Linked DNA regions of Mus musculus: all the other regions are linked to region 1. A link is a contact called in public HiCAR-type and promoter capture Hi-C data. All regions are on one chromosome and are shown on one strand. The core of a region is the stretch at or near the end of the contact, and the rest is flanking DNA. Distances in the headings are between cores, read along the strand shown. Region 1 holds the start of Cfap69 (cilia and flagella associated protein 69). Region 2 holds the start of Adam22 (a disintegrin and metallopeptidase domain 22). Region 3 overlaps Adam22 (a disintegrin and metallopeptidase domain 22). Region 4 holds the start of Steap4 (STEAP family member 4). Region 5 has its middle 37 kb from the start of Gm52802. Region 6 holds the start of Dbf4 (DBF4 zinc finger). Region 7 has its middle 49 kb from the start of Gm30835.

Region 1 (2,700 bases), core at 195-2,694:
AAGATTTCTCCTAATTCTGAATTGTTTTCTATTCCATTTCTTTAGGAAGAAATTGCCTTTTGATTCTCTCAGTACTTTCTAACAATATGAATACTCATAGAAGGAGAGGCAGGAATGAACACAAGACACTTCTAGCTATGTTACTTCCTATGTCACGAACTTCTTTTTTCTTTTGCAATGACCCATTGAACGTCTTTAAACTCGTTTGTCTGTGTCATGTAATCTTTGCCCAAAGAAAAATGAGAGTCAAACTCACCTATATAGTGGCAATGCCTAGCTTCCTTGTAGCCCAGAGAGTGGAAAGCGGTGATCACTCACACGTCTCCGATCTTGTACAGGAATACCTCCACAAAACTGATTAGGGAAATTCCCCTGGCATCCCCTCTTTATGTAAAAGTAGTTACTCTGAGGGCTGTTGGCGTACATGTGTGAGAGCCCTCAGAGAGCTCCACCCAGTTCCCACAGAAGTAGTCCCAGCCAACTGACTGCTCCCAAGTAACTCTCCAAGGCTCCAGGATGTGGCCACAGGAGACAGAGTTCCTGACGCAGTCTGGGAGTTGTGACGTCTCAACAGGAATTCCCATAGTGGCCCCCCACACCATTAGTGTGGGGGCAATGCAGAGAGGTTCCTCAACCCAATTTTAATAATCTTTACATTTATAACAATAGCAAACCCGAAAACAAGTATAAACACAACAAAGAAAATTGTGCCCAGCTCTCCAAACAGCATCTGCCCTACCTGTGAGTGCAAGCTTCAGAAGCAGGCAATTTAGCAGGAAAGAAACCCAGGGAACGCCACTTTATAACGGATCAATAGACCAAAAACCCACCACAGTGATCTAGTTATCAAATCAATGTCAGTTCCTGTCGTGGCCACACTTGAAAGAGCGCTCCCCCCCTCGCCCCCCCCCCCCGCGCCCTTTATGAGAACCACGCAGCTAGAGTCCCCAGACAGATTGGTTGACGACATCCAGTCCCCTCTTCACTAGCCTCCAGGGATCAGCTGGGCTATCATTATCTCCATCCCACAGGTTCCCAAATCTCATTCTGGTCTTCATTCCACTGGGTTGCCCTGGAGCCTTATGCCCTTCTCCGCTCCTGCTGCACAGCCCGGCCGTACCTGCATCTCCCCATCCGGGATCGCCACCCCAAACACCGGGATTGTGCGGGGACTGCCGGTCTTCGTCCTGCCGCCCGCCTCGGCGGCGTCGGCCGTGGTGGCCGAGGCCTCCGCGGTGGACATGGTTCGGGGTGGGAGCCTGAGGTCTTAGGTGCGTCCGCAGCCACGGACCCACGAGCCCTGGCAGAAAACACGCTGCTGAGCTAGGGAGGAGAAAGACCCCGAAAGTTCTGTCGTAACCCCCGCCGCAGCAACATAGCGGACATCCAACTGCTGTTAGTGCCCACAGGAGGACCAAGGCACCCAGCGCGCTCCAGTTGCTAACACAAGCCCGGGCGTTGCTAGGGGCGGGGCTTACGGAAGCTGGGAGAGCCAAACTTCACCAAAAGAGGGTCTGCTGGTGTGCGGCGCGGGAGACAAAGGAGACCAGTGACTGAGATCGCGGTATGCACTTAGTGTTTCAGTCTTGTAGCAATGGCCCTTGCTTAATAAGTGCCTGTGTGGGGCGGAGGAGTATGAGCTGGAGGTAAGATGCATTCTGAGGGATGTGATTGGCATAATCTTGAAATCTGAGCACTTTACCCTTTCTGCAGAGATAGGACCAGTCAGTGTAGCTTAATTTCCCAGGTGTGTGTGTGTATATATACATATATATATATATATATATATATATGTATATATACACACACACAAATATATATATATGTTGTACTTTTGTACTGGCCTAATTGAACAGTTAGACAAACAAATAAGGCATAGTACAGACTTTTGAAAATCTTTCGAGCAGTAGAGTGGTTGGGTGTCTAGTATGGCCTGGGATGGAAAGTTCTCGTTTTTGCAACCAGAGAAAGACACTGACATTCTTCACAGGATGTGTTCTCCAACCTGGCAAATCAACAGTCCAGTTTTGTAATTGTTTTTCTACGATAGCATTTATTTTATTCATTAGTAGGTTGAGAAGCAAGAGGGACAGAAGTCTCACGCACTTCATACTCAGTCGCCTTGTGATCTCTTCATAGAGTACAAACTTCATGCTACCATCTTCAGAAGGCTTACACTCTATGAAACAGTCTGGCCTGATCTTTCCCAGGAAGCCTGTATTTTTTCTGTTGTTTTAGATGTCACGCTTAGTGGCATGCTCTTTTTTTTTTGTCTTTTATTTTGTTTTGTTTTTTGGTGCTCACTGTATAGTTAGTGGAATTTATTGACGAAATAGCCCAACCATGTTATGCTACTGAGACTAAGGCAATTAAAAATTTGTACATAGCCACTAATTTGCTTACTTGCTGAGTGAAGGTGTGGCTGTGTGTCCCCAGCCTGTGACATGCTGGAGATGTAGGTAGGCATGTTTGTGAATACCTTGTCTGGTTCCAGTTTGCCTTTATAGTGAGTTCCCATGTGATGCTGATGTAGTTGGTCTGAAGGCCATACTCTTGGTCCTTCTAGTCAATATCATAGAAGGTGTTCAATAAGTGTTCATGAAAATGTCAAGGGCTAGATTTTGATTTAAGGTAAAATGAAAGAATTTTGTAAATTATCTAGATTAAGCATTTTAGATCCTTGCTACTCAAAGTGGTTTT
Region 2 (2,715 bases), core at 128-2,627, 2.7 Mb after region 1:
TAGTTTTCTTCTCCTCTCTTCTTTCTACAATAATCATCCTGGTTTATAATGTTTTCTCTCAGAGTTAAAACAACAAAGATGGTGATGCATATCCTGCCTAAATAGACTCCTCCTACCCCGTGCAGTTTTCACTTGACTAAGGAGATAGGGTCTGTGCCTCTTGTCCCTAGCTCAGGTTACAGGGCTACTAGGAGCATCCAATGCCACCCCTACCCCCTAGCACGTCTGCAAAACATTGGCCTACCCTTCTTTTGGTTCCTTTTTTCCTCCTTTTTGCACTTACACCAAGAGTATCATGCAGGAATCAAATTAGGACTGTGCTCTTTTCACCCGGTACACCGCATTTCCAGGGCAACCCTAAGCAAACGCGGGGTCCCTGGGCAGTGTGGAGGACCATCTCCCGAACCCCGCCACTCACCTGCGGTCCGCCAGGGTCGCCCCGCACCCGCGTGTCGAGCTGGTTGTGCTGAGTTTCATCCTCGCCGCCCAAGCGATAGATGAGGCGCAGTGGTATGATGCTCTGGCGCTCCAGGAAGCGGTTTTCTTTCCCCCTCTCCAGTCCTTTCAGTGAGGCGACTCCTTGCAGGCAGGCAGGCAGGCAGGCAGGAAGGAGGGAAGGAGGGAAGGAGGGAAGGAGGGAAGGAGGGAAGGAGGGAGTAGAGAGAAACAGCAAAAAATAATGACCCTGACCCACAGTCCTCCATCCTGCACTCCTCATCACCTTATTCCCCGCCTCCTCCCTCCTGGACCTAACTGGGAAGGACGCAGAGACACCAGCTGGAAAGCCCTGGAACCAGCTCTTTCGAGAGCATCTCTGGGCCCAGAAACAGGGCACCCCTTTCCCGTTTTCCTGAAGGAGACTCTTCTTTTGCAGGAGGAAAGAGAAAAAAAAAAAAAAAAAAAGCATTTGACCCCAGATTGCTGATGCATCCTCGGGTCCCCCACACATGTGTGCTTACACCCCTTCCTCGCCGACCTTCAAAAAATAAAAATAAAAAATAAACGACGGCGCACTGTGGAAATGCGGGTGCGGCTTTTAGAGGGTCCTCCAGGCTCCAAAGAGTCCTGGAAACCCCGGCAAATGCGAACTTACCTGCCCGACCGCAGCGCGCCAGGGGGCAGGTCCCCAAGACGCAGAGCAGCCAGAAGGACGCGGCCGCCGCTGCCTGCATGGTGGCGGCGCTCAGCTGCTCTTGCCCGGGCCTGGGGCTCGGCCTCCCAACCGCCCCTTCCCAGCTCGAGCCGCTACCGCAGCCTCCGTGGCCTCAGTGCTGCATTGTGCCTGGCGAGCGCTTCGGTGGCGGGGGCAGCGAGCGAGCGCCGCTTCGGGCGCCAGCCTGTAGCTAAGTGGCTTCTAGCGCCTCCCACCTCATCCCCAGGCGGAGGCCCGGGCTGGTGGCCAGCACAGCGGGGGGAAAGAGCCGGGTGCGCAGGGCCCTGGTGGTGCACTTGCCCCACGCGCCGCACCCGGCCGCGCGCACCAGAGTAGCTGGGAAATGTAGTTCCCTCCCCGCACAGCTAGCTGGTCTCTAAGGCGACGCTACCATAGCCACCCAAAACCCAAGAAGTAGACTGCACACCAAAGGAGGAGAGGTGATGGAGGTCACCTGCACAGTGGCCGCACCCCGAATTCGCCCCCAAGTTCTGCGAAGAGCCACAGGGTTGCTCACGAGCTACTACTATTTCTTGTGTTTCCAAGAGACCATGCCTTGAGTGCAGGACAAGTCAATTTTGCCACAGATCTGGACTGAGGGCCTACTGTGTGCTGGGCGTGAGTCACACATTGTGAGGTGCAATTAAGAAAAGCCTTTTTGGTAAGAATTTTCCCAAGGCGGTTTTCAATGCTTTTATTCCTATGAAGTATTTTGCTGACAGGTGTGTCTGTGCACCTGCCATGTGTATGCAGTGTCTATGGTTGGAGGCCCAAAGAGAATGTTGGGTCCCTAGGACTGGGGTTACAGAAGGTTTTGTGGGTTCTGGGAATCCAACTCATTTTCTCTGGAGGAACACTTAGTGTTTTAAACCTCTGAGACATCTCTGTCCATTCTCCACGCCTTTTTTTGAATTGACATTTGATTTCATTTTAATTTTGATACCTAAGGGAGAGTGGTTAACCCAACTCCAGGAGAATCAGATGTCTCCCAGAGGTCTAGGAAGACTTGTGAAGAGTGAGTCAGCCGGATACTCTGTGATATGTTTGCTTCCTCCTATATCTGTCAGCTTCAAACCTGCACCAGTAATAGATAAGGAAAACGACTTTGTCAGGCCGCTTTCCCTACCTAGGGAGTGGCACTATTCAAAAGTGTAGCCTTGTTGGAATAGGTGTACCGCTGTGGGTGTAGGCTTTAACCCCCTCCTCCTAGCTGCCTGGAAGCCAGTCTTCTCCTAGTAGCCTTCAGATGAAGTCATAGAACTCTCAGCTCCTTCAGCTCCTCCTGCCATATGCCTGCCTCCACACTGCCATGCTCCCATCTTGATAATGGACTGAACCTCTGAACCTGTAAGCCAACTCCAAGCAAATATTGTCCTTATAAGAGTTGCCTTGGTCATGGTGTCTGTTCACAGCAATAAAGCCCTAAATAAGACACTGCCCCTCTCAAATGTTAGAGGCTCACCAGGATGAAATAATAATAACACACATATTAACATAATTAGAACTTGAGCTTTATAGATTTTGAAATCTATATATTGGCATTTGATCCCCAGAATAAAAGA
Region 3 (2,700 bases), core at 90-2,589, 2.6 Mb after region 1:
AAAGAGCTGCAGGTTCTAACCAAAGGCTCCTACGCCTCCCAGGTTTGCATGCCCTCATTTCACCTAGGATGGTGTTTCTCTGATGCTGTTACTTTTTTTCCAGCCCAACCTCCTATGGAATGAATAATGTGTTGGGCTAAGATCAAGAAACAAGTGAAAAATGATCTCATAAAATAGTCATCTAGCCAGCCCCGGGGGAACAGGCCTGTAATTCCAGCTACTTGGGAGGCTAAAGGAAGAGTACCATAGTCCACGGTCTGCTTGTATTACAGTAACTCAGGCCCAGCCTAGGATAAAGATCCAACATAAAGGAGCTGATGAGCATACTCAAGGTCCCAGGTTCAAACCCAAGTGTCTCTGTCTCTGTCTCTGTCTCTGTCTCTCTCTCTCTCTCTCTCTCTCTCTCTCACACACACACACACACACACACACACACACAAACACACACACACAAACACGCACTCATGCACACACACAGAGTCATCTAAATGAATGGAGTTTGATGCTCTTGGCTGTTATAATCTGTTTTAGTCACATAATAGAAATTTTTCTCTTTCTTTTCTAAGTTCAGTTCTACAAAGTGAAAGACGTTCTAGAGATGCATGACTGTGATGATGAAAACGCATGAATAACTACACTGCACTCAAGATGATGCTTCTCACAGTGCACATCACCACAATAAAATGTTATAAACATGCCAAACATTTGGTTCCTAGAGCCTCTGGATTCCGTAATCCTAGACATGTGATCAATATTGGGCCGTACGTCCTACCTTCCTTCCTGATATAATCTGAAAAATAAGCTACTAGAGTTTTTTCCTACAATATAAATTTATGGCAAAGATCTTCAAAATACAAAATAAAGTGGTTAATTTTTTTTAAAGAAAATGTAGTCCTTTCTTCATTTGTTGTGCACATTGCTCAGCTATTTCTTGACTATCTTTTTAGATCATAGGCATATTTTCTTCACAGACAAAAATAAAATAAAAATGACTTGTTCACTAGCCATTCTTTGATGCTGTAATATACACCCTAAATGTCCTTTAGGAAGTCATCCCTGCCCAATTCAGCATCTGTGGGTTGGGAAAGGCAGATTCCACACCCAAATTCAGGCTGGTCTACAAGAGCCCCAAGGTACTGCAAGGTTACAGTATCAGGTTTAGTGATGAGCCTGTGACTCTTCTGGAGTGGGATGAAGCCAATAAGACTCACTGAGATAATGAAGCAAATACAGGCATTCCTTCCCCCTCAGCTGAACTTGAAGGCACACATACACAGCGAGTTAGAAAAAAAGACAGAACACAGCAGAAATGAGAGAGAGCTAGACAGAAATCAGAATCGCAGGCTGCAAACCAAAACAAGCAGAACTCCCTGGGACATGACTCACAGGACTCAGTCCTTTCTCCCTTCCCTTGTGAGTTTGATTTAAAGTGTTGCCAGATATCAATAAGCATCATCTGCAACTACCTAGGAAAGCTGATAACATACATTATCTTTACATAAGTTCTCTGTCAGTTCAAGCAGAGCATTTGCCATTTTAAAGTCAAGAAGACTCACTTCCAGAGATTATGCAACACGGAGAACATTGCATAACTCATCACAGAGCTACTGCCCACATCTAGGTCTTTTGAGTCACAATGCTGTCATGCACTTGGCTTTTTCCTAAGAGGCACATCCAAAGTGCCCATCTCTGAATATTTCCACTTGTTAACATTTCAGCCAAGGGCTAGACTGCTTAGGGCCGATCCACTGATAAATAAAGTGTATTACAGACAGTAAGGATGGGGGTGGAGAGGAGTCCCCCACACACTATCTACAACACTAGAAACTTGGTCTTAAAAACAAAGTCTTTAGGTGACAGAGTACCATGCATCAAGTCAAGCCTTGAGCCTTAAAATCTCATCCTCCCATTTGAAGTACAGCACACAGACCCATAGGACCAGGAGGGTCATCCTCTCTCTGAGAGTCCGTGGCATGCGAGGTTTCTGAGCAAGAAGAGATTCCTCATTGCTGAAAGGTAGTTTTTTTGGATTTCTACTGCTTTTCATGCTCCTGGCCAGTGTTGGCCAATGGCTTCTACATTCTTTTTCTATATGTGTCTTTACCCTTTGAACCAAAAGACAGGCAGGTGTCCAAGTATTAAGCTCTTTTCGATTTTTCTTGAGGATGTCACAGGAAATGTAGCAGTTCTCCTAATTCTCAGAAGATAGAAGCATTTGTAAGACACAACAATGCAACCTTAATGACTGGACCAGGAGGCTAAACGCAAATGAGTGGGAAACAGAGGAATTGGCCGCTGTCCTTCCTGCTATGGTGAAAATGAAGCCCAGGTCTCTTCTTTCCTATCTCACCCCTGCTTTATTCCCCCACCGACCACAAGTAATTAAAATTGTATTTATCCTGATAAAAGAAATATGAACTTCTCTAAATTGTAGAAAAAAAGGGCAAGTACTCAAATCATCATTAGCATGGTCATCTAATTCAAAGCTTCTATTTATTAATGATTTTGTCAACTAAACTGAAATCCAAAATCACAAAATTTGTCCCCAGGTTTTAAAACTTTAACCATCATGAATAATGCAAGCATAGAATATTGTCTTTGTGGGTATAAAAACAAAATAATAGATACAGAATAAACACATTAAAATCACTAGTCTTCACATATATTTCAGAATGATGTAGAATTCTGGTAGACATTTAT
Region 4 (2,700 bases), core at 103-2,602, 2.3 Mb after region 1:
TCTTCAAACCTAGAAAATTCAATCACAAAATTAGCGGGTGTTTTTTGTTTTGTTATGTTTAAGTTCTTTTCTGGCCTACAGATAGTATTGATGAACTCTGCAAAATACAAGAATGGGGAGTAGGTTTATCAATAAGCACAGTAGCTATTCGAGATGTGGTACTATATCAGGTATGATGAAAACCCGCCCACAAAGAGCTACAAACGTAGTAAGTCTCTTAAGGAGTGAGATGCCCTAACCATGTCACTCAAAGAAGTTATTTAATCAACTAGCTGTCAGGACAAGACCTCTGGGGAGACGCTGAGGTCCCAGCTGACTCCACAGGTCATAGGAAGAGAGTTGCAATCAAGGCAAAGAAGAGTCTGGTTCATAAGTTCTGAGAACACACTCCCCTGAGACTGTGAATCTGAACTTTGGCAAGAGTGCCATGGAAGTTAAACCAGATGGTTGGGAGAAAGACAAACTTGAAGAATGCTGTATTTTAACAGCAACGTAGGCATGCTCTTTCCTCCACGTTGTCATGTTTCTTTATGTCTGAAAGCACCGTAGGGGTAGATTTGGGTTCCTCTATAGAAAGATACACCAACCCAATTGTATACGTGGTCAGCCCTTCACTTCCATGGGTTTTCCAAGCATGGTTTCAATAAACAATGAATCAAAACTATTTAGAAAAAAAATATATTCATCTTTTCTGCATGTGTAAGCAGGTATTGTTGTTTGGTTGTTGTCTTTCTCTCCCAAACAATAAAGTGTGGCATCCATTTAGGTAACATTTGTATTGCATTGTTACCATGTAGGGAAGGAATTAACAGGAGGAGATGCACACAGCTGCCTGGGTATAAGCAAACTTGGAGCCCTGGAGAACACAGAGATACATATGCATTTGAGATGAAGACCTGAAAACTCTCCATCTTTTAAGCTCTGACTCTGTTAAAAATCAGGGCTCCTGGCAGGAGAAAGACACCACTATTTCGTAAGAAGAGAGGCAACTAAGAGGAATGCCTAAGCTCCTTGCCCATGTACTGTTTTCTTAGCTACCCAGAGTCCTCTAGCTCTAACAGAAAAGGAGTATCTCTCTGCCCCTCTAGGCTGCAGCTGACCTGGGATGCCCCACCCCAAAGGTTCCGGAAAACCCCTTTTATACCCCGCTTGGCAGCGGAGAACGTCCATCTGCGAGCCAGAGCTGCACAATAAGTTCTGGTCCTTCCAGCTGTGCGGGATTCCCAGGTTGAACTCTTCCCGGAAACTTTGCTTCACAGCTCCTCTTGCGAAATCAAGCGGGCCCTCCCTCCTCCGCTCTTTGGCTTAAAAGCGGGAGCCTGGAGCCAGCGCAGAGCACAGGCTGGCTACCTCTGCAAGCCTAGAAGGCAGAGCCCACCGCAGCCGCGCCAGACCAACGCCCCTCCGGGCGCCTCGCCGCAGGTGGGTCACTTTACTGGCTCTTTTGCCTTGTTGCTTTATCCAGGGGCTGAGGTTCCATTTCTGTCAGCCCACCTCCAGCCCTTCTTTTCTGGACTCTACTTTCCAGCCAGCTGATACAGAGATAGAGGCACACTCACCCCCATAGCCTTCTCATAAAAGGCTACTTCGGGATCAGTTGAGCCATTCAGCCAATCATTAGCTTCCTGAGGTTGTATTTATTACTCATCAAGGTGCAGAAGACTCCCAAAGAGAAAGACCCAGCTGGATTCTTTCTCTGTCTAACTGGATTCCTACAAATCTGAAGTGCCAACGGGAAAGGAGCCTGGAAGAACTTAGGTGTGCAGTCCAGCAATATAAGGCTAAATCTAAGGACTTCTCACAGAGATGAAATTGGGCAGTCGGTCTTCCTTGATCTTAATTTAAATATCCTTAAGCAGCTTAGCGATTGCTTTTCTAGAGGTATATTGTTTGTGATGTAGTTTGAGGGAAAGAACGCCTGTCCAGAGGCAGATGCCAGGTGGTTTGGGTTTTTTTTTTTTTTTTTCCTTTATTATTTTTCAGTGCATGGCTCTAACCACGGAGTCAGGGTGTTTAGAGTTCTGTTCTTCGTTCTAACTGTCGCCTCAGTTCCACAAATCTAACTTGAAAGCCTATTGGTCCAAGAGGATCCACACAATGCTGCTCTACCAGGGTAAAAACAGCCTTATGACATGAGGTGCTACCGCTGTGAACGGTGTCGAAAGTCTTGCTAATGCTCCAGGTATACCTGAGTAATTACTTTCCATAATAACGCAAACTTTGTTGTTACAAGGAAATTACCCAACCACTCTCACAGGAGCATCTAAAAGTTTCACCACATTTATCATTCAGAGACTACTCTGGCTTTCAAACCATTCTTCAGCCTTGCTGTGTGAGAATGTCCAATTCTGTATAAATGGCAGTCATATAAATGTCACTCACATGAAAGAACCTTTTTTTTTCTGATCCAGTAGGTGTAATTTTATAAAATGGCACATTTATTTGAAGCAGTAACTTTTTTGAGATATGGCCTTTGCAAGGCCCCGAGTTTTTCAGAGCACTGTGATTTAGCACGGTGTGAAATCCTACCAGCAAGCATTCTACCTGCATGGCAAACACCACCGGGCCAGAAAACAGGATGGAGCACTCTCAAGTATCAACCTCAAAGCTGTAAAGTAAATGCTACATGTGTACATTAAATTGGGTCATCGCACTTTCTCCATTTGGCCACATTTATGGTTCTGCTAAAATTCACATAGC
Region 5 (2,764 bases), core at 260-2,759, 2.3 Mb after region 1:
ATTTCTACTTCAAGACCTAGTTATATCACTCCTGGGCATATACCCAAAAGATGCCCCCACTACATCACAGGGACACTTGCTCCACTGTGTTCGTAGCAACTTTATTCATAATAGCCAGAAACTGGAAATAGCCTAGATGTCCCTTGACTGAAGAATGGATAAAGAAAATGTGTTTACCTATACGTTGGAATACTGTTAATTAAAAACAAAGACATCATGAGTTTTGCAGGCAAATGGATGGAATTTGACAATATTATCTTGAGAGAGGTAACCCAGAGCCAGAAAGACACATGTGGTATGTACTCACTTATAAGTGGACATTAGCCATAAAGTCCAGGACAACTGGTTATGCTACAATCCACAGAAGCAATGAATGAATGAATGAATGAATGAATAAATAAATAAATAAATAAATAAATAAATAAAACTGAATAATAAGAAGGTTCCAAGGGAGGATGTGTGAATCTCACCCTCTTGTAGCAAGACAGACAGGCCTTTTTTTTTTTTTTTTTTTTTAGGAGGGAGGGGGACATCAATCCATCCATAAACCCTTCAGACCAAAATCTGTCTTGCCTACAAGATGTACAGGAATAAAGATGGAGAAGAGACTGGGGGAACAACCAACAAATTACTGCCCCAACTTGAGACCCATCCCACATGACAGAGCCAAGCCCTGACACTATTAATGATACTCTGCCAATGCTTGTAGGCAGGAGCCTAGCATAACTGTCTCCTGTGAGGCTTCATCCAGCAGGCGATGGAAGAAGATGCATAGACCTCAGCCAAACATCAGGAGAAGCCTGGGGTGACTTGTGGAAGAGTGGGGGGATGGGTAAAAGTGAGCAAGTCAGAGAGGTCAAGGACAACACAGGACAATCTACAGAATCAACCAACCTGAGACCACCAACCAGGGAGCATGCAGGAGCTGGACCCTGACACCCTACACATTTATAGCAAATGAACAGTTTGGTCTTCATGTTAGTCCCCTAACAAGTGCAATGGAGTACAGTCTCTGTCCACTGCCTTTGGATCCCTGCCCACTACTTGGTCTGCCTGGTTGGGCCTCCATGGGACAGGATGGCCTAGACCTAATGGAACTAAGTGCGGAGGATTGGGCGGTACCCAAGGGAGGCTCCTCTTTTCTAAGGAGAAGGGAAGAGGGGGTAGAGAGGAGTGATTTATAAGGGTGGGACTGGGAAAAGAAAAGGGGGGAGAGCTGTGATAAAGATGTAAAGTGAATAAAAATTATAAAAATATATGTGTGTGTATACATATACATGACATGTGTGTGTGTGTGTGTGTACATAACCAGCCAAAATTGTATAGCCATTCCTAATACATCATCTGTGTTCATATCAGATCATGAAACCAACTGATTTAATCAGAGACCATCTGTTGTGTGTAATTTTAAAATCCACGATATTGCCTTCCCGGGGAACACACTGCCACTGGTCCCACTCCCGACATAGCTCCACCAACGGCCAGCTGGTTCCCTAACAGGAACTGTACTCACTCAACCTCTCGAGGCTAACTCCACTAAGCCTCTAGCAGACGCCCAGGCTGTGCCCTCACGCTGCACACCTTTGTTCCGTGGATGGAAAACACCAGACAGTTCTAACACTCTAAAATCAGCCAGATAACACAACTGCTGGGTGCAGAATCTATCGCCCTAAACTCGTCAGCTATCTTATATCAGAATTCTGCTGGTGGCACCACAGTTCTCGTTGCCCCCCAAGCCTTACATGGTGTTTGCCCTCCTTCCCAAAAGCCTGGTGGAAAAGCTATCTCGTCCCCTCTTCTTTCTCCTGGGACCTGGAATTCCCACCTTTTTTCCTTTGCCCAGCAATTGGCTCCCGCAATCTTTTTTGACACAATGAAGAACCAGTTCGGGGAACAATACCTCCACCTACAACCATCCATAAACTTTTCTAATGATTCCAAATTTTTTGTTTCTAAAATGATTATATTTAAATAATGTTACTACTTGCAATGTTTGTGTCAGATGTCTCTTTAGCCAGAGTTTAATCACTTTCATGTTTCAAATTTATATGGAAATAAAATTGAATATATGTTGTTTCAAAATATATGATTCTTGGTTTGAGACAAGGAGCAAATTACTTCAGTTTAGGGTCAGCATAGTCATCTGTAGAATGGGAATGAAGAGTATGTTTAAAAATAGTCAGCAGTAGCTACATGCCTCTCAGGTCAGCAGGTGAGGGTGTGTGCCGCCGAACATAGTGACTTGAGTTCTGTATCTGGGTCACATACTGTAGAAAGAGAAAACTGACTCCCACAGTGTCCCCTAACGTAGACACTCACATCACAACACACACACAAAACACACATACATATTTTGTGAGTTGCCCTGATGCTGTTTGTGTTCTGATATTAATTCTGCTTCAAGAGGGGCTGCCACCCCCTAACCCACCCAAGCAGCCAATCATGGACTCAGGTGAGCTCATGTGAGCCTTTTCCCCATTTTAACTGGTCAAAATAAGGCCAGTGCCTGTGATTCAGCAGTGGAAGGAAAAGGTGGGACAGGAGGTCTTTGAGAGGGGAGGCGGATAGGAGGAGGAAGAGAAGGAAGGAGAGAGGACAGAAGAGGAGGAGGAGAAAGGGGAGGAGGAGGAAGAGGAGGAGAAGGAGGAAGATGTAGCAGAACCACGTGGCCAGGAGAAACTGCAAGTAGCAAAGGGTCTCAGAGCTGAGGAATCATTAAGTACAGTGCTAGATCTGCCCAATCTAGCCATATAGCTTATGAATA
Region 6 (2,797 bases), core at 28-2,527, 2.8 Mb after region 1:
TTAATTTATTTTACAAAAAATGTTCAACAGCTTTATTGCAGAAAGGAAACATTACTAGTCATAACAAATTAAGTCATTAGAATCTAAATGTTTTCCCTAATATTACCACTTAGGATGAAGGCAAACTGTCCTGTATGGTTTCCACAAAACTCTATACTGGAGAACAAGAGCTGAATCAGCAGAAAATAGTTATTATTTACTCCTGTTCCGTGTATGAAGCAGGAATTCTATAGAGCTGTTCTGGAAAACTTACCTTCTCATGGTGTAAACGTCATGTGGGTAATTAACAGGTCGGTGAAAACCCAACACAGGTGTTTCAAATATTTAAAGCTTATTTACCTAGGTAGCCACACACACTCATCTAGAATAAACAACCTAATTCTTAGGGGTTACTAAATGCTGGCATTTTGGTTTCATAGTTTGTCTAGTACTTAAAAGAACTAGACGAGGGAGTTCATGCACTTTGTTTACATATTAAGAACCTAAGCCCACTAAGGACTATGCCATCCATCTTTTATTTTAAAAGCAGATGAGAATCAAACATCTTCTTTAAACTTTCGAAGACAACCTGCACTTTAGTACTTAGTTACTAGACACACATGCACCTCTTAGGAATTTTCCCTATAATGAAAATTTTTTATATTAAACATTGAGATTGAAATCTGCTTTTGTCTATGAGGTTGAAACACACACACATACACCTCTCCGTCTCCCTCACGAGTGACGGGAACAGTCACAAATGGGCGTGGGCGCCTCCTCCGTGGGGCCGTCGGGGACCCGCGCATTGTCTGAAGCCTGCAGCCCCGGGAATGCCGGGTCGCTCGCGGCCGAGGCGGGGAGAGCATGAGGGGCCCGGCCAGCGTCGGTCCCTCACGGAGACCAACACCGAACGCCTCGCGGGCGCCGAGAACCCACAGAAACGCAAAAGCGGCAAGAGGCCCTCCGCAGGAAGACTCTCTAGAACCCTCCGTGGAACCAGCCAGGCAGGAAACGATTAAAGGGACCGCGGCGGGGGAGGGGCTCCATACCCGGGAGAGGTGCTTTGCTGTGGATCCTCATGGTCTCGAGGTTCATGGCAGCCACCAGGCACCTACATGCTGGGTCCGCACCGGGGGCCGCATGGAACGGCCGCGAACACAAAGCTCCCAGGGCCTCCCCGGCCCCGGCTCCGGCCTCGGCCTCGGCGCCGGGCCGCGCTTGAGGGCCGGTTCCGGCGCGGAGGCTCGGAGCAGGAAGAGGCTGTAGCTCAGACCCGGGAGCCGCGGCGGTTAAAGATTTGAAAACGCGTCACGCGACCGCGGCGCCCAGACGCGCTCCCCGCCCTTCCTACGCCGGGGCCGGCCTCGCGCAGGCTCCACCTGCCCCGCCTCGCGCCCCGCGGGCCCCGCCCCCGGATGCTGACCACGCCCCCGGCGCGCCAGCCCGCGGGGCCTCAGACCCGGCTCTCCCGCGTCCTCCTCGAGTTCCGGCTCCGCTCTGCATACTTGGAGTGTGGGGCAGCCAGGGCGGTGGACGCGGTTAGCCTCGGAGGCTTCACCTCGTGGTCGACATCACCTGCTAGGCTGGCTGAGACCCGGGCCTTGCAGTCGCCTCGCCACCAGGTACTCCAGTTAACCCTGTGTGGGACGCGGGGCCGGCCCTGGGCTCCCGCCGACCTTGCAGACGGGCCGCAAAGGTCCCGGGTGGCCGCGGTGGCGGCGGGGCCGGGGTCCACCCGCCGGATCCGACTCTCGCAGCCCTTTGGGTACTTTGTTCTGTACAGACCTGTTCTTTCTCTCTGTGTGTATAATTGTCCTTTTTGTAGCAATAAAAGAGTGGAAAATGAAGTCTCAGGGTTTTTCATCTGTAAAACGGGAATACGGGATTATGGTCAAGACGAAATTCAGGCGTACGTGATTTGTTTTAATTTTGCTTTGTAAATGAGAAAATGCCTCACAAAACTTGTTTGGAGTATACTTCTGCTCTCACCCATACAGACGTTATGCTTTGTACTGTTCTGCATTTCTTAACTCCTGGCTATAATAGACACTCCTTATAGTATTGATTTTTGATGGAGTACCCTCAAGACAGTCAGTACAAATAAGTATATTCAGGCACAGACAGGTGAATTGTGAGACTATTCGCCAAAGACAACATCAAGTTGGATTAGCATTGCTAAAAGAAATGATTTTGTTTTAAACAGGTTATGGACGGAGGCTGGAGCGACAGTCATCGAACTGTCTATCTGTATTAAACTGCTTTAGACAGTCGGAGCTAATTTGTAATCTCAAGAAATGTCCGGAGGAGGGAGCCAGAAAGGGAAATATGTTGAGACATTGTACTGATGAATTTGAATTAATATACATGTGCTTAACAGACCTTGAGAAGGAGGAGCAAACATTTTTTAAAAATGAGGAGAGGATTCAATTTTCAAAGCGTAAACTACGGAAAGGAAACAGAATTTCCATGTTTGTAAACTGGTTCAAATGTTTGAGAAGCACTAATACAGAGTAGAATTAAAGCCACGAGGGAAGGGGGAATGCCTTGGAGTAGAGCTTGTGAGATGAAGTGGAGAGTCAGGGGATGAGGCAGTGCGAGTGAGGAGAGGGAGAGCAAGCTGAGTTGGAAGAGACTGGGAACAAATCTTAATAATGGTGGGGAGGAATGGAATTTTTTTACAGAATTGGTGGTCCCAGCTTCCCAGCTAATCTAGGAATTGGATAATTCCGAGGCTCCGATTTAGTCTGTGAAGAGAGTACTGGTTCTTAGCTGTTAGGGGGACTAAGGGGAATGCGCTTGGAAGCAGTAAGCCTGGAAC
Region 7 (2,700 bases), core at 107-2,606, 2.2 Mb after region 1:
GCTGCCCTCAAACTCACCATACTTCTGCCTCAACCCTAGAAGGACTGAGTAGTTGCCACCACTCCTCTCTTCACAGGTAAGTTTTGCTTTTAAATTTTAATACTATGCACCTTGGGGAGTGAGAGGTAGGGGGACCCTCTAGAATGTGCCAGAGACCTGGAAGGTGAGAGACTCTCAAGACTCAAGGGGAGGGACCTTAGATGAAATGCCCAACAGTAAGGAGAAATGTGATTGCCATTCCACAGTCAAAAACTCCAACCCAGAATTGTCCCTGCCTAAAAGAACTGCAGGGACAAAAATGAAGAAGAAACTGAGGGAAAGGCAGTCCAGTGACAGGCCCAAATTGGAATCCATCTCAAGGGGAGGCTCCAAGGCCTGACACTATTGCTGATGGTGTGCTTACAGACAGGAGCCTAGCATGACTGCCCTCCAAGAGGCCCAACAAGCTGCTGACTGAAACAGAAGCAGACACTAACACCCAACCAGTGGACTGAAGTTGGGAACCCCTGTGGTTGAATTAGGGAAAGGCTGGAAGAAGCTGAGGAGGAAGGTGACCTCATAGGAAGACCAGCAGTCTCAACTACCCCAAATCTCTGTGGTCTCTCAGACACTGAGCCACCAACCAGGCAGCATGCACCAGCTGGTCTGAGGCCCCATACACACATACATCCTCTTGGAGATGGGTGGAGTTGGGGGGTGGGTAGGAAGGAAGGAATAAGGAGCTGTGGGAGAGTGGACCAGAAAGTGGATAACAACTGGACTGTAAAATAAAATTAAATTAAATTAAATTAATTAAAAATTTTTTGATACTATACTTACCCAGTAAATCTATTAGTATTCTAGGTGTTCACTAGAGGTGGGTTTTGGCCCTCTGCCGATCTAAATGCATGTGACACTTTCTTAAGAAATAGTTGGTTGTTGCAGCTTACACAGAGCAGTATTGGAGGAGTCCTGAACATCCAGTGGCTGAAATGCAAAGATGCTATAGACACACTGGACAGAACAGCACCTAAACAGAGAACTATCTGACCCTAAAGTCAATAGCACTGACTATGAGAAACCTCCACCGGATGTTGTAACAGAGATAATTGTATTTACATTTCTCAAATTAGATTTGGAATCCTGGCTAGAACCCGCACAGGAAGAAAACTTCTGTTATCATATCTATTCCAAAGCTTAATTACTATTTTAAGTATATCTTCACTACATGCTTTAGAAAGTAAAAATGTGATTGTGGCTCTTTTTTTTTTTTATGTGCTTGAGTTTAGTGTGCTTTGCGTTTTGTCACTAGGAAGCTGTTTTGTTTGTTCAAACTTCTAAGTCAAAAGATAATAAAAGTCTTCGCAACAAAAATTGCTCAAGAGTTTACAAATTCTTCTCTGACACAAATCATGACCAGAACTGTCCTTAGCCCTGACGTTCTCTTCTGTTCTGTTTGACGCCTTATTTGAGGTCACGCCCCAGATGTTAGCCAGATAAATTTAAAGTACAATTAAAAGTGTCAGTCATTTTCATCTAGGATGGCTCGTGGTGTGAAGACGCAGGCCTCGCTGACAAGTGTTCACGCTCTTACTATAACCTACTAGGGAAACTGCAGCTAAGCAAACCAGGTAAACATTTTTAACTCATTGAATCACCCCACCATTACACAAAATTTTCTGGTTCAGTGCTACCATTGTAAAACAATCTTGCTTTATTTTTTTTTTTTAGATAAATTCTCTTTCAAAACAAAACAAAACAAAAAACTTGACTATTTAATCCTGGTCAAGTGGAGATAAGAAGTAAATAAAATCCTGACATGAGAATCTATTGACACCCCCTCCAGCCCCCCGAATGCACTGGGGAATCTGAAATTAACTAAACGAGGTCAGCAGGAAACACAAGCATGGGAAAACTCAGAACTTTAGACTTGGTCGTCTAGGGAGTAATGCCTTTGAAAAAACAGTACATTCTAGAAGCAACATTTCATTATTTTCTGGAAGGAAGAATAAGTAAGATTTTTATCTAACACGACCATTTTCTAACATGGTGATTACAAGTTGAGAAGAAAAGCTTCACAATAATGTAGAGATACCCTGTATCAACTTATATTAGAATATGCTGTTTATATTGATGTCCATGCACATGGTCTATTCACAAAATGCTTTTAAATACCTCTGTGGCCATATGTGTGCTTAAGGTAGCTCTGTCCTCTCTGGGTTTTGTGCCACATAGAGCACACTACAGATGCCTTTGGGAAAATGCTCTCAGAGAGAGTCACAGTTTTTCTGGTTACACTATCAGCTAGGTCTTTCCCATGACTTCTTCATCTTTTAGATGTTGGTCCTGATGATCAGAGCCCCTAATATTTGAAACTAACTTATGCCTGACCTATATTCAGATCTGCTGCCCTCTGCAGGTGACCCCCGGAACTACCTTTTAAATGGCCCTCTGTCCAGGACACAGGCCCATCATATCACTGCCCTGAGGGACACGCTTGCTTTTCTTACCTTCTGGCACAGCCTTCAGAGAGTGGATTCAGTTCAGAATATGTGAGCTGGATTCTTTCTCAGAGACAGAGAGGTGTAAAGCCAACAACGGAAACCTTAGAACAGCATGTCCTGTGCTATTTTGTTTGTACATCAGCTGAGATTTTTCCTGGATTCAACGTTAGTCTTTCCTGCCCTTTTCAAGACTGACTAGAGCATATTCACCCTGTAG

What was found. Promoter capture Hi-C pulls out the DNA fragments that hold promoters and counts their contacts. HiCAR-type assays count read pairs that join an accessible place to other places.
Region 2: a HiCAR-type map of astrocytes shows a contact between it and region 1, with 6 times the contacts expected there. The contact joins the promoter of Adam22 here to the promoter of Cfap69 in region 1. A contact is called at or near these places in 5 of 39 promoter capture datasets (cranial neural crest, embryonic stem cells, hippocampal neurons and 2 more) and 2 of 115 datasets of contacts at active chromatin or transcription factors (astrocytes and stem cell-derived neural progenitor cells).
Region 3: a contact with region 1 is called in a promoter capture Hi-C map of hippocampal neurons, with 5 times the contacts expected there. The contact joins the enhancer-like site here to the promoter of Cfap69 in region 1. A contact is called at or near these places in 7 of 39 promoter capture datasets (cranial neural crest, frontonasal cranial neural crest, hippocampal neurons and 3 more) and 1 of 115 datasets of contacts at active chromatin or transcription factors (embryonic forebrain).
Region 4: a contact with region 1 is called in a HiCAR-type map of fibro-adipogenic progenitors, with 10 times the contacts expected there. The contact joins the promoter of Steap4 here to the promoter of Cfap69 in region 1. A contact is called at or near these places in 11 of 39 promoter capture datasets (the 3T3-L1 cell line, 3T3-L1-derived adipocytes, the SN4741 cell line and 7 more) and 2 of 115 datasets of contacts at active chromatin or transcription factors (embryonic forebrain and fibro-adipogenic progenitors).
Region 5: a promoter capture Hi-C map of hippocampal neurons shows a contact between it and region 1, with 23 times the contacts expected there. The contact joins the enhancer-like site here to the promoter of Cfap69 in region 1. A contact is called at or near these places in 7 of 39 promoter capture datasets (the SN4741 cell line, cranial neural crest, frontonasal cranial neural crest and 4 more), 2 of 484 Hi-C or Micro-C datasets (cerebral cortex and uterus), 2 of 115 datasets of contacts at active chromatin or transcription factors (embryonic forebrain and embryonic stem cells) and 2 of 9 other capture datasets (liver and pancreatic islet).
Region 6: a HiCAR-type map of astrocytes shows a contact between it and region 1, with 12 times the contacts expected there. The contact joins the promoter of Dbf4 here to the promoter of Cfap69 in region 1. A contact is called at or near these places in 6 of 39 promoter capture datasets (cranial neural crest, frontonasal cranial neural crest, hippocampal neurons and 3 more), 3 of 115 datasets of contacts at active chromatin or transcription factors (astrocytes, embryonic stem cells and stem cell-derived neural progenitor cells) and 1 of 9 other capture datasets (adipose tissue).
Region 7: a promoter capture Hi-C map of liver shows a contact between it and region 1, with 5 times the contacts expected there. The contact joins the enhancer-like site here to the promoter of Cfap69 in region 1. A contact is called at or near these places in 8 of 39 promoter capture datasets (cranial neural crest, frontonasal cranial neural crest, hippocampal neurons and 4 more), 1 of 115 datasets of contacts at active chromatin or transcription factors (embryonic limb bud) and 1 of 9 other capture datasets (adipose tissue).

Annotation. Positions count from the first base shown.
Region 1 is chr5:5,662,788-5,665,487 of GRCm38.p6, forward strand. Cfap69 (cilia and flagella associated protein 69) reads right to left here and starts at 1,445. Exons shown (of 23, transcript NM_172447.2): 1 at 1,121-1,445. The coding sequence starts at 1,243. It overlaps Steap2 (six transmembrane epithelial antigen of prostate 2), which reads right to left. Exons shown (of 6, transcript NM_001103156.2): 6 at 2,042-2,700. Gm40262 (a long non-coding RNA gene) reads left to right here and starts at 1,590. Exons shown (of 3, transcript XR_868231.3): 1 at 1,590-1,646.
Region 2 is chr5:8,366,783-8,369,497 of GRCm38.p6, forward strand. Adam22 (a disintegrin and metallopeptidase domain 22) reads right to left here and starts at 1,378. Exons shown (of 31, transcript NM_001310440.1): 1 at 1,094-1,378; 2 at 419-579. The coding sequence starts at 1,172.
Region 3 is chr5:8,310,927-8,313,626 of GRCm38.p6, forward strand. The region is part of intron 3 of Adam22 (a disintegrin and metallopeptidase domain 22); the gene reads right to left. Among named protein-coding and RNA genes, the nearest start is that of Adam22, 56 kb to the right of the region's middle. Within about 2 kb of position 1,340, at least 39 of the 459 cell types and tissues checked have an H3K27ac peak or open chromatin away from gene starts, as enhancers often do. A contact at or near this core is called in hippocampal neurons, where this site is marked.
Region 4 is chr5:7,959,120-7,961,819 of GRCm38.p6, forward strand. Steap4 (STEAP family member 4) reads left to right here and starts at 1,353. Exons shown (of 5, transcript NM_054098.3): 1 at 1,353-1,422. Gm30835 (a long non-coding RNA gene) reads right to left here and starts at 1,273. Exons shown (of 3, transcript XR_376720.3): 1 at 1,145-1,273; 2 at 1-9.
Region 5 is chr5:7,999,187-8,001,950 of GRCm38.p6, forward strand. No RefSeq gene overlaps it. Among named protein-coding and RNA genes, the nearest start is that of Gm52802, 37 kb to the right of the region's middle. Within about 2 kb of position 1,510, at least 7 of the 459 cell types and tissues checked have an H3K27ac peak or open chromatin away from gene starts, as enhancers often do. A contact at or near this core is called in hippocampal neurons, where this site is marked.
Region 6 is chr5:8,421,439-8,424,235 of GRCm38.p6, forward strand. It overlaps Dbf4 (DBF4 zinc finger), which reads right to left and starts at 1,278. Exons shown (of 12, transcript NM_013726.3): 1 at 1,029-1,278. The coding sequence starts at 1,074. Slc25a40 (solute carrier family 25, member 40) reads left to right here and starts at 1,400. Exons shown (of 12, transcript NM_178766.5): 1 at 1,400-1,601.
Region 7 is chr5:7,909,780-7,912,479 of GRCm38.p6, forward strand. No RefSeq gene overlaps it. Among named protein-coding and RNA genes, the nearest start is that of Gm30835, 49 kb to the right of the region's middle. Within about 2 kb of position 1,357, at least 3 of the 459 cell types and tissues checked have an H3K27ac peak or open chromatin away from gene starts, as enhancers often do. A contact at or near this core is called in liver, where this site is marked.